Regions from separate parts of the Mus musculus genome. Here region 1 is linked to region 2. The links are chromatin contacts, called in public Hi-C maps. All regions are on one chromosome and are shown on one strand. The core of a region is the stretch at or near the end of the contact, and the rest is flanking DNA. Distances in the headings are between cores, read along the strand shown. Region 1 has its middle 78 kb from the start of Gm39256. Region 2 overlaps Wwox (WW domain-containing oxidoreductase).

Region 1 (6,465 bases), core at 173-2,672, 600 kb before region 2:
GAGGTACCACAACAACCAGGTATGGGAGTGGAGTTGGCCTCATGTCTCTGCTCGCTTCAGTAAAAGAAATGTAGTGGAGCTAGCCAAGCAGAAGAAACAACGCAGAGCTGCAGACCAGCAAACACTGTCTGGCATGAGTCTCAAAGTTAGATATATGCATATACAAATGCACGCTTGTGTTTATGGATACCAAGATGGTCATGGGGGAGATGCTATTGCAGAAAAGTCCTCTTGAGTGCCATCTCGTGAAGCTGTTTTGGAATTGCTGTTAAAGCATTGTATTTGCCCATCAGTGGCAGAGCTTACGGTTATAAATCATCTGAACTTCTGGTAATAGTTCACTTGATTTGTGTCAGTATGGGCTTCCCTGTATCACATGTATAGTCAAAACTCCAATGTCATGGAGTCAAAACTCCAATGTCGTGTTTCCATCCACATTGAAGGTCTGGATGACACGGCGAGGCATGAAGAGAGACTCAGAGCAGCTCAGGCTTGGACCTGATGGCTGGTTAACACCCATCTGACACTTTCTGATGTGGACAGCTAGTAAATATTCTAAGACTCTGAGGCCATGTGTTCTTTATTAGGACTTGGGTTACACGAAAGGGTTTAACCTCAAGACTCCTTCCAGATAACCAAATCCACAGTTGTTCCCGTCCCTTATATAAAGCAAGGTACTGTTTACAGATAACCCACATGCATGCCATTAGATATTTTAATCATCTCTACGTGATTTATAATACCCAACACAATATAATTTTTTATTATTTATTTTGACTGTTTTGAGACAAGCCTGATGTAGTCTAGGCCGGCCTCAAACTAAAAATGGCCTTGACCTTCTGATCCTCCTTGCTCCACCAGTTCAGTACTGTGCTCCCAGGAGCGACCACCACATCTAGCTAAATGCCTTAAAAAATCACTATCGCATGATATTATTAAGGAACTTGTGATAAGAGAAACAAATATATACATGTTTAGCTCAGATACATCCCCCCTAATATTACTGACCCATAGTCGGTTGCCTCTGAGCATGAGGAACCAAAAGATAAGTGTATTCTGCCATGGGTCACAAAAAGTATTCAAGTTTTCGCAGATCATGCTTAATAAGATGGGGTCACTTTGTCCTAGTTAAACTTGACTTGCACAGATAGGTCAAGGACAGGGCTCGGCCTTTCCTTGAAGTCCAGCAAGGGACCTAAATACAACAAGATGCCTCTAAATATTAGTATACTCTTTCCTGGCTTGAGGGCACAGTTACAGGATTTTGGGGCATTTCAGTATCAGTGGGTGTGGCTGTAAATTAGGACAGCAAGGATCTAACTCTGGAAGATGGCCCGAAGTCTCCAGGAAAAGAGCTATGCTGACTTCTTGCTAGCTTTCTTCCTGGGCTGTCTGATGTCTTGTCTTCAATGAGCATATTTTACTATTGCTCCGAAGAAGATGTTTTTTTACATGCACACGCTTCAAGCGTTTTGCTGACTCAGAGGAGAACGTTTCATTTTAATCCCCAACATGGAAGCTATTTGCATTTTTTCAATAACTAGCTGCAGTTATGATTCAGAATTAAAGCTTAAACCACAAAATAACACGAAGGAGTTTAGGCCCCCGGCCTGCGATGCTTCTAGGAAGGTAAGGTCATGACTTCCTCTTTTGAAGATTTAGCTGACAGGGACATGAGTAAAGAGAAGGGGAGTGGTTTGGGAAGAACTGCCTTGGGTACTTGTGTAAAATACCATCTCCTCTCTTGTCGCATGAAAGATTCTCTGTGTGGCCTCCTGTAGATAGGAAGTACCTGTGCTGGTATACAGAAGGTGCTTATAAGTGTTTATTAAAAGGGCCACATACATCACCTTCTCTTTTCCCATAATGCCTAGCTCAGGGCCTGACATTGATGCAGATACCCTCTTAATCTAAGCAAACAGATAATGTGCATATTTGTGAAAGAGCTTTGTCTCCAGGTCAGGATGCCCAGTCTCGTTCCAGGTCCCGAGCACATGGCTTTCCCTAAGTAAATGATAATAAAGAGACACATTTTCCTGGAGGGCATCATCCTGAGTGAGGTAACACATTCACAAAGAAACTCACACAATATGTATTCACTGATAAGTGGATATTAGCCCCAAACCTAGGATACCCAAGATATAAGATATAATTTGCTAAACACATGAAACTCAAGGAGAATGAAGACTGAAGTGTGGACACTATGCCCCTCCTTAGATTTGGGAACAAAACACCCATGGAAGGAGTTACAGAGACGGAGTTTGGAGCTGAGATGAAAGGATGGACCATGTAGAGACTGCCATAGCCAGGGATCCACCCCATAATCAGCATCCAAACGCTGACACCATTGCATACACTAGCAAGATTTTATTGAAAGGACGCAGATGTAGCTGTCTCTTGTGAGACTATGCCGGGGCCCAGCAAACACAGAAGTGGATGCTCACAGTCAGCTAATGGATGGATCATAGGGCTCCCAATGGAGGAGCTAGAGAAAGTAGCCAAGGAGCTAAAGGGATCTGCAACCCTATAGGTGGAACAACATTATGAGCTAACCAGTACCCCGGAGCTCTTGACTCTAGCTGCATATATATCAAAAGATGGCCTAGTCGGCCATCACTGGAAAGAGAGGCCCATTGGACTTGCAAACTTTATATGCCCCAGTACAGGGGAATACCAGGGCCAAAAAGGGGGAGTGGGTGGGCAGGGGAGTGGGGGTGGGTGGATATGGGGGACTTTTGGTATAGCATTGGAAATGTAAATGAGTTAAATGCCTAATAAAAAATGGAAAAAAAAAAAAGAAGCTATAATGGCAACATTGGCATTTTCTGCCATTCAAATTACTTTAAAAGAATAAGAATATACAGCTCAAAGTTCAAAAAAAAAAAAAAAAAAAAGAGACACATTTCAGGAGTCTCCCGAAGTGCTACCGTACAAGGGAAATTACCTTGAGTCGGGCGACATGATTAACCTAAATTAACCTGAGATAGCAGTGTGTGAACATTAGCATAAGCAAGAGAGACATCAGTGTCTCTTGTCTGCCAAGGGAGTAAACAGAGTTTTTCCTCAATCCCAGCCTTCATTCGCTGTGGGCCTGTCGGTGCTGTGACAAAATAGGAGAAAAAAAAAAGGAAACATTTCAGTGTGACCTCATTTATAAGTTTTCCTGACTTGTATCAGCTTCTCTTAATTTCTGCATGATTACAGTTCTGACCTCTACCCAGACTCTGCCTAAATATGATGCCGTCTTTGTAAAATAGACATCAGACAGAGCCTGCACAGAGAGCCGGTTCTGTGGGTTAAGTGTGTGCTGTGCAAATATGAAGCCCCGAGTTCAAATCCCCACCACCCCCAAAAAAGCTGGCAAGGTGATTTGTGTTTGTATTCCTGGTGCTAAGGCAGATGGCAGAGACTGGAGAAGCCTGGGGGGGGGGGGGGTTGCTGGTCCACCAGTCTAGCTAATCTGAAAGCTCCAGGTTCAGTGAGGGACTTCTTCTTAAAAAGGGGAGGTGGAGAACAGTAGGAGACACCTAAAGTTGACCTCTGACCTCTACACATATGTATATTGTATGTTGATGAGTGTTCCTATGCATAGGCACACCACACACGTACACATACACACACACACACACACACACACACACACACACACACACACACACACACACACACACAAACAGAGAGAGGGGGGCAGTAAAACAGATAAAATGAAAACCAGAGGTCTGAGCAATAACACTGTTTGAATTTCAGGACAATTGCAGGAATCATTAGATATTATCTTCTTTAGGGATTTGGCATGTTCTTCGTTAGATTGCTATCAGGCCAGGGGAAAAACAACCTCTTTATTATTTGAATCAGTTTCCAGCACCTCATGAATTAGAAGCTCACACCCGAAGGAGTATTTTCAGCTTAATGGAAACAATTTATCTAACACTTCCAACTCTTTACAAGATTCTACATTGATAGATGGACGTTTCTGCTATGTAGGTACATTCCATAGTAGCTTGTTCAACACAAGTGAACATCTGTATTAAAAAAAAAAAAAGCCAAAGCCAATAAAAGACAATTTTTATCTAATAAGGTTACATTGCAAATAACCCCCCAAATACGATTTTATGTATTGTGTTAAAATCAAGCCCAGGAGGTAGCAAGTGGGCATATTTGCTTTTAAACGACACTTCATGGGTTGGCTTGTGTTTAATGTGATGAGATGGTATGTATGTTCACGGTAGGCGAGAGCTGATGTCAACGAAAATAGCATTGAGTTGCTCAATAATAAGGGGACCATGTGCTTTGCAGAAGTGTTTTCAGAACTGCTTAAGTAATCATCAAAGATACTCTCCAGAGTCCCCACCTATTCTGCAAAGAGAAGGTTGCCCCCTTGAAAAGAAAGTGTGGACAGGTCACTTGAAAGCTCATAACCTGATGTGGCTCCTGCCAATGACTTCCTTGGAGGAGAAGATGGCCGAGAGCTACCCGGGGCCTTCTGAAGAGCCCCCACCCCCCCTAACAATCTAAGTCAGTCCTGGGAGATAGTGCCTTTTTTAGTGCTGGACGGAAGCTTTCCCTGTGTTCTTCTGATTCGTCCACCTCCAGCGATAAATCCCTACGTCCAGGACAAAGGCGATAACTTCTTATAAGTCACTCAGGTGGGTTCTTTTTGTATGTGATGGGGTGGAAACCCGGGCCTCAGGAATGCTGAATGTTGTGATTTGAATATGAATCCCCCCCATAGGTGCATATGTTGGATCTGAGTCCCCCCCCCCATAGGTGCATATGTTGGATCTGAGTCCCCCCCCCATAGGTGCATATGTTGGATATGAATCCCCCCATAGGTGCGTATGTTGGCTATGAGTCCCCCCCATAGGTGCGTATTTTTGATATGAGTCGCCCCCATAGGTGCATATGTTGGATATGAATCCCCCCATAGGTGCATATGTTGGCTTTGAGTCCCCCCCCATAGGTACGTATGTTGGATATGAGTCCCCCCATAGGTGTGTATGTTGGATATGAGTCCCTAGCTGGTGTTACAGGACTAGAATCTTGTAAAACATTTAAGAGAATGAAGCCTGACAAGAGACAGTGGGTCATTGGACTGAAGCCATCAAGTGTAACAGACTGAGCCCCACCCTACCCCCATTCCTGATCTATTCAGATATGGCAAGCCATGCTACAAGAACTACAGAGGCCCAGCAGTCATGTTTTCTTGCCATAGTAGATGGCATCCCCCTGAATCTGTGGAGGTGAGACCTTGTGCTCTTAAATTGCTTCTGTTGAGTATTTTGTCAGTGATGAGAAAGGTACTTGACACAGGAGGGAAGCACGGTACCACCCAGCTACCAACACCAAACTGCCACCACCGAGCTACTACCACTGAGCTGTCTCCCATTTGTCACCCCCCATGTGTTCGTTCCAAAACTACATCTTCCTCTGCCCTGATCTACATTGAAGCCACTGCTCGATTCTCTGTTTCCTACATAGTAACTTCTTACTAAACACTTGCTGTGTATGCATATGAAAAGGGAAGTCCTTGATCCTTCCAGAATAAGTAGAAATCAGAATCAAGTGAAGAAAAAAAAAAAAGAAAGAATCACTTTTAAGGCTGATGATATTTTCTGCAAGATTATGTTTTGACTGAAACAATAAGGAGATATGATAACTGGGGAGTGGGAGGGTTAACAGCTATAGGATGTTGAGTGTTCAACCAGGACCTCAGTGATGTGCCAGAGATTCATGCTAAATAGCAAGGATACAGCTGTTTTGGTACCCACTCATTCAAGGGTCCAGTGGTGGGTTGTTTTAGAAATGGCTGAAAGTGGTTCAATGGCACACCTACCCAACTATCAGCAGTGTGAATCCCTGATCTTTGCTTCCTCAGTGACTCCTAACAAGTCATTTAACTTCCCAAAGTCTATCCCTAGCCTCAAGTGTGCAGAAAGCCACACCCCCCTCCAAGTGGTGAGGTGCCAGGACCATGGAAGGGACTGGTGAGGGCCTCCTTTAGTACATCCAGGTTAGGAAGAGATGTGTTATATTCTTGATCAACATAAAATCCTTGCAGCGTCTTCATCTATCTTCTCCTGTTTCTTTTTGTGTTTTATAATGGACAGAAAATCTTCAAGTTCCATGATAGGATGCGTTCAGATCAAATGGCATGAAAACTATACCATGATGGGTTCTGAATACACACGTGGACAATTTTTTTGTTGGTGGTGGTTTTGTTTTTGTTTGTTTATTTGTTCTCATTTAAGAGCCAGGCCCAGGATGACTCACTGAGGCTCAAACACTATAGCAGTGCTGTCCAGAGGAATCCACTCAGTCAGGGGGAGGAATCTTTGCTCTGTAAGTGTCCCTTGGCTCTGGTGGCCATTCCTGCTTGCACCTCACTATGTGGACAGATAGATAATCTCATGGCTTTGCCACTCACAATGTCAAAAGTCAACCATGAAGTTTTCTTTCCTCTTCTGT
Region 2 (6,823 bases), core at 648-3,147:
TGCTCTTGATTCAGGAGGAAGCAGTGAGCTGAAGGTCAAAGCTCCTTTGGCTAAAGGAAACAGTAGCCAGCATCGCAGGGAAAATAATGGTAGAGATTACCATAATACTTCTCATCCCACTTCCTGTGTGAATAACTGCTGGGTACCTAGTTGCTAAGGTTCACGTCTTGTCTGTAAGGAAGACATTGTTATTCTCATGGGAGCAAGGTGGCAGTGGAGTTTCAGGCCTGCCTCTTTCCCCACCAGGTTTGCAGAAAGGTAGGTAGTAGTCTCCAAACTTTTGATACTCACCCCACCCCAGAAGGGTGCCATGGTGGCTTCTCGGTTTCAATAAGAGAGGAAGAATGCTGTGAGTATAGTTGTTCTTGAAGAAGCAGACAAGCCACAAAAGAACATCATTTTGGGGAAAAAAAAAAAAAAAAAAAAAAAAAGGCTCAATTTTACTCATCAAAAAGGCAGACAGGGTGGGGGTGGGGTACACACTGTGACTCTCAAAGACTTGGCTGGGAGCAGTCAAAACACTCCTAAGTTGCAATCTATGAGATATTTTTGTTACATGTTATTATTGGCGAGGGCTGAATATAGCCCTGATAATTTTTCAGTTCAGTGAACAGAGAGACGAGGAGCCAGGGAGGTAGGAGGAACTAAGGTATTTCAGGAGTCAGACCCTTCTAAAAATAGGGCCACGTTTGATGGTGGGAGCTCTGAGCATGTCTCCCCTTCTCCTCCTGTACCCGTGATGTGGGCTTTGATGTCTACTCCTTTCTGTCTAGCTTGCCTGTCTTCTCAGTAGCCCCTGGACCAACTCAACATGTTAGCCATGGCTGGCCTTAAGCTCCCCCCCAAATGTGTTTCTGTCCTGATGTGTCCCAAGTTTGTCTGTGGTCTTTCCAATCCTTCTATTGTTGGAAGATTAATTTATTTACCCCCTCAGCGTCCTCTGAGGTGGTGCCTACTTGGGCACTACCTTGTGCCCCCTCCCCTATTTGAATGGACTGTTTTCTTCCTCTCTATTGCCCTGGGAAACCATAGCAAGTGACCCTGGTGTTCCAGTCCTCTGTACATGGCTCTGTCTGTGGTGCGGGACCATGAGTATCAGAGCCATGGGTGACGTCTGGTTTATCTTTGATATGGCAGTGACTGATGAATGAAGAGGTACACTTGCTGCATGGTTCTGTAAAGGGATTTGCGATATCCCTTCAGGGTGCCTCATGACCAAAGCGATGACATGGGCCAAGGGTTGCCTTTTGTGTAAACACCACACCCACATGTAGAGACACACATCCATAAGTCTCTCAAGGATCTGGCTAGAAAACTGCCACAAGATTATGATGATGTGGACTCCAAGAGCTGGCAGTTCCCAATCTCTACTGAATTAAGTCTCCTGCCTTTCATCTGAATGAGTCAGAAGAGCTTTGTCCAAGGAACCAAACATCACCAAGTGAGATAGTTGTCCAAAGAGTGGTGGTGGTAGTGTGTGCACTCTTTCTCTCTCCCTCTCCCTCGTCCCCTCTCTCTCGGTGTATGTGTGTGTGTGTGTGTGTGTGTGTGTAGCGATATATTTATAAGCAACCTGAACATTTAGCAAAGACCTCTCTTCATCCCTGTACTCGTGCAATTCTGTTTTCAAATTCCTTTAAAAACCCAGAAGGAAAAAAAAAAGTGTGTTAAATTCAAATTGCCGCTCTCCTGTAGAATTATGTGAAGAAGTATGCCAACAAAGGTTGAGGCCAGTAATTACGTGGCAGCCGAGCTCTTGTTCTTGATTCTCATGCAAAGCACTGCCTGATCCCAATTAGCACGGGCTTGTTTTTGCCTCTCTTGGTGTGCTGCCTCCTGCCCACCTTCCGGGGACTCCTCCCTGTGGGTTATTTGTTCAGACGCAGTTCCAGACACACCACTGTGATTTCCTTCTTAATAAACACGATCCAGTGAGGAACGGAAGACAATGAGAGGCACCTGCGCTGCTATTATAACTTCTCGTTCCCGCCCACCAGCAGAGTGGGGCTATGAATAAGTGAGAGCAGCCAGTCTAAGAATAGTAACAGCACTTTCCCATAAACACACAGTCATAAAACTTCTGCTCACACCAAGGAAGGACAGGCGTACCAGGCCGACACCATTGTTGGAAACTTGGTAGGAATGTCACTCTGAGGGCCAAATGTTTGCTGTCCATGACCCAGCCAGTGACTGAGGACAGTCCCCATTCCATGCTACAAAACAAAACAAACAACAACAACAACAACAACAAAACAGCCGAGCATTCCTGAAATTGTGGCAAGTCCTAGATAATGTCAGACGGGGGAGAGTCAGAGCAATGGTAGAGAAAAAGATAAACAAACAAACAAACAAAACCATAGGCTGTGGTGTCAGAAAACACAAATTTAGGTTTGTCTTAGTGTAAGAAATATGTATTAAAGTGGGGCAGTGGGGAGATGTCTTGGTCAATACATCTCCAGTGTCTGCTTTGCAAGTATGGGAACCTCAAGGTGGACTTGCAGAACCCACAAAAAGACCTGGGTGCAGCAGCATGCTCCTGTGATTCCAGCATGGCAGAGGCAGAGAATGGAGGGTCAGGGGACAGGGAGGGTATGCTGCTGTTCAGCCTGTCTGCATGGATACTGTGAGAGATGCTAGCTATGGCCACAGTGATTTAGCCCGACTGCATGGATACTGTGAGAGATGCTAGCTATGGCCACAGTTATAGTTACTAGGTTTTTACAGAGATGTTATCCACAAGGCGGGAGCCTAGAGATGAGGACCACACTGGCCAGGTGATGGAGAGGAGAGCAGATCTAGGGAGAACACACATGCACACTGTTAGTCTCATGGGGGAAATTGAGTCCTGTCTCTGTTTCGCTGTTTCTTGAGGGCCTTGCGGGGTGGGAACATACATTCAACAAATCATTTGCCGTTGGCATCATTAGAAGGGTCCTTCTGAGTGTCTTTACATGCGTGCCTACCATCGTTATTTCTAAGACGGTTTGTCACCCGGAGCAGAACAGGAACCGCTTTGGCCTTGCTGGCTCTGAGGTCTTTTATTAAGTTGGATCGCTGCCTAGCTTTCTAGTGTGGTGTCTCTGTTTCTGTCCGTGTTACTGCCCCTCTCGCCAATCCACTCTTTGGGGGACCCATTCTTTGGGGGAAAAGGAGCAAATTTTAGAAGCTTCTCTAGAAGGAAGGCTTCCCACATCAGCATGCTAACTCTCAGGCGTCCTCTAAGCCCCCACTCACATCCACTAGGTTGCGGCTGCCTCCTCTTCAAGCGTGCCGTGTAGGCTCTGGCCGGAGGGCCTTTGCACTCGATGGCTGCTTCTTCTGGGTGAATGCTCTGCCAGTGACATTACTCCCTTCAGGCCTGCATTCAAATGCTGCCTTTCCTGAGAGCCCTGTCTTGAATACTCCCGGTCAAAAATGACACACCTGAGCCTTCTCATTTTCTTCACTCAGCTTATTTCCCCCACGGTATTTATTGAACATCTGTCCCAGCTGTCAACAGATGACCTGTCTTTGTCGTACCCAGCTGCCTTGGCCCTGCTTAGGACCAAGAACTGGTTCCCCTGTGCCGGCTGGCACCACGACAAACTTAGCCAGTAGAGGGCACTAGAGGGACACTGGAGGCCTCAGGCTCTGGTGTGAGGTTCTCTGGAGGCATCTCCCTGTGGGCAACTCAATCCTGTCCCCTAAACAGGAAACGTCCTAGCGTACTCCTCCTCCTGGGAGACTCCAAGTGACTTTCATGGATGGGCATCTCCAGTGTTATCCTGACCTGGGACTAGAGAGCGGCTTCCCAGAGAGTCTGACCTTCATGGAGTCACCAGCCACCCAGTGGCTTTTCTCCAGCCTTACCCCTAGAGACCCTTGCAGGATGTCCTTCTAGCTTGGGCACACTGTCTCAGCACTCCCAGTGGCAGACTCCTGGACTTGGAAAGAGTTCTCTGCCCCTTGATAATTCACACCCTACTGTAGGTAGTAATGTTTAACTTGGAACTTTTTTTCTGTCAAAAGAAGTGTGACGTTCCAGGCCCCCATCTGGTTCCTGGCTGACATGGTAAATGATCTATTGGGAACGAATACATAAACATAGAAGAGGACTTCAGTTGAGGAGGATTGTATCTGTTAATTACCCATTTCATATAACAGTCTCACAGAATGCAAAACCTTGTTTCGTTTACTTACTATGCCACCAAAGGCTAGGATGCACACTCACTGTTATGAGCACTGAACAGTTGTTTGGAGGTTGGAAGGAAGTAGCAAAGTAAGAAAGAGAAGCAGGGGTAGGGGAAGGGAAACAGAAAAAGAGCAGAGCATGGATGGATGGATGGATAGATGGATGGATAGATGGATGGAAGGATGGATGGATGGATGGATGGATGGATGGATGGATAGATGGATGGATAGATGGATGGAAGGATGGATGGATGGATGGATGGATGGATGGATGGATAGATGGATGGATGGGTGGATGGATGGATGGATGGATGGATGGATGGATGAAAGGATGGATGGATGGATGGATGGATGGAAGGACAGAGCATTTGGGTGAATGAACAGATGAATGAGCAACTGAAGGAATTGATGGATAGATTGGTGGGCAGACTGTAGGATGGATGACTGGGTAGATGGATGGATAGATGGACAGGTGAACCAATGGATGAGTTGCTGGCTTTCTGGATGGATGAATGGATGGATGGATGGATGGATGGATGGGTAGGTGGGTAGATGGACGGGTGGATGGGTAGTTGGGTGGATGGATGGGTGGATGGGTAGGTGGGTATGGGTAGGTAGATGGATGGATGGATGGATGGATGGATGGATGGATGGGTGGCCTTCCCCTAAACTCTCAGTTGTCAGTAGATGGTCTGAAAGAACACCTGGTATGGTTCAGATGATTTCCATTTAAACTTTCCATCCTACTACCAACTGATTAGAATATCAAAACACCTCGCCATCAAATGCCAGAGCCCGAGGACCACGCCTAGTCTTGTGACCCTCTTAGAGGAGCATAATCAAGCCGAATCGAGCAGAGGCTGGAAGAGGAGAGCATCGTCATGCCAACGCCAGACCTTTGCGGGGCTTGTTTCAATTCTGATGGTCAACATGAGTGAGTGGAAACCTGCCCTGCCTGCTCTTTGGTATAGCAGCCATCTTTTGTTAGCATGCAGGGGTAGTGAGTCCTGGCCTCCTCTCTCTTTGACTAGACAGTCCTGTCTATGTTGCCACCTAATCTCTGGTGAGAATATTCATTTTCTCGCTCCACAGAGAGATGGACTCGTAGGCTCCGAACTGAGCGTTTCATTGCACCATAAAACATACTGGCTAATTAAAATTCTTCACAATTAGAGCAACAAACTACATTCTAAGCGACTGAGCCCATTTTGTCACCTCTGGAAACTATAGGGAAAACCTGTGTGGAGATTAGTAAGCTCTGAAGGGCTTATTTAGTTATTTTTGGCCCTCAGATCTCCTTTGGCTGGCTTGGGGTTTCATTCTCCTTCGCCTTCCTTTTTTTTTTTTTTTTTTTTTTTTTCCTACTGAGGCCCTGTTCTTTTAGACTCATGCTGTTGTCTGTTTATAAAAATAAACCAAAAAGAAAGCTAGAAAATCCCAAAGCCACAGATTACAATTACCTAGTAAAACACATAATAAGAATATAATACAGCTAATGAAAGAGCATCAGGGTGTGTAATACCAGCCTCCCAGATGTAAATAACGACTGTCTGTTTCAATTACTGTTTTCTTTTTACCTCAAATTCTAAAGAGCAGCGGAGGAAATTAGTGCCCTTGAAACTCGAGTTGCTGGAACGTAGCCACAAGCCAAGGGAAAGTGGGGAAGAGACAAGGCATCGGAGTGTTAGACCTGGATGGTGCTTTCTTCAAAGAAGATGAAGACATGAGGGAACAACAACAAAAATCACATGAAAAGATGCTTGACACCATTAATGGTTAGGGAAATAGAAAACAAAGTCACAGTAAGATGTCACTGTTTTAAACTAAGAAGGCAGGGGCTGGAGAGATGGCTCAGCAGTGAAGAGTTCAGACTGCTCCTACAGAAGACCCAAATTTGGTTCCCAGCACTCATAGCTGCTACTTGCTTTAGGGGGAGTCCGGCGCCCTCTGGCGCCCTCTACTGGATTCTGACAGCACCTGCACTCATATGTGCACATAACCACACACACAGACACATACCCATAATTAAGAACAAATCTTTTTAAATAAAACTAAAACCTAAGGGCAAATAAAAAAAGAAAGAAAGAAAGAAAGAAAGGAAAAGGGAAGACAACTGCTATTGGCTAATGGTTACGATAAAGTTGACTCTCACAGGCTGCCAGCGTGAATGTAAGAGCACAGTCTTGACAAGTGTTAAAAGGTTGAATGTGGAGCCATTCTAAGGCCCAGCCATTTCGCTCCTAGATAAATTTTCAAAGGGACTGAGGGCGATATTTAAACAGATAGTTGTATAAAGGAGTTCCTAAGAGCTCTGCCCACCCTAGCCCAAAGTGTCCAAGCATCTTCAATAAACTAAACTGGCTTTTGTATAATGGAATATTACCGTTAAAAAAATATGAAGGAACTTGAGCCTGTCTCCCACAAGGCTATGGGTATATCAGGGATAATGGGGAGGAAAGACTGTAACAATCAGAAGTCATGGAGGACTGCTGCTAAATACTGTCTCCTAGAAATGACAGGGTCGTCGCATCCACAAACTCTCAGCAGCTATGGCTGCCAACATAAGACTTGCACAGGATCAAGCTAGCCAACATTCTAACAGGGGGAGGGAAGAGACTCACAAGTGGGGGGTAGAAGGGAGATATGATCTAAA

Evidence for each region. Hi-C and Micro-C count contacts between places; a contact is called where the count stands out from the background.
Region 1: a Hi-C map of Th2 cells shows a contact between it and region 2, with 2.8 times the contacts expected there. The contact joins two enhancer-like sites.

Annotation. Positions count from the first base shown.
Region 1 is chr8:115,563,763-115,570,227 of GRCm38.p6, reverse strand. No RefSeq gene overlaps it. Among named protein-coding and RNA genes, the nearest start is that of Gm39256, 78 kb to the left of the region's middle. Within about 2 kb of position 1,422, at least 14 of the 459 cell types and tissues checked have an H3K27ac peak or open chromatin away from gene starts, as enhancers often do. A contact at or near this core is called in Th2 cells, where this site is marked.
Region 2 is chr8:114,968,350-114,975,172 of GRCm38.p6, reverse strand. All of the region lies in intron 8 of Wwox (WW domain-containing oxidoreductase), which reads right to left. Among named protein-coding and RNA genes, the nearest start is that of Gm39257, 10 kb to the right of the region's middle. Within about 2 kb of position 1,897, at least 36 of the 459 cell types and tissues checked have an H3K27ac peak or open chromatin away from gene starts, as enhancers often do. A contact at or near this core is called in Th2 cells, where this site is marked.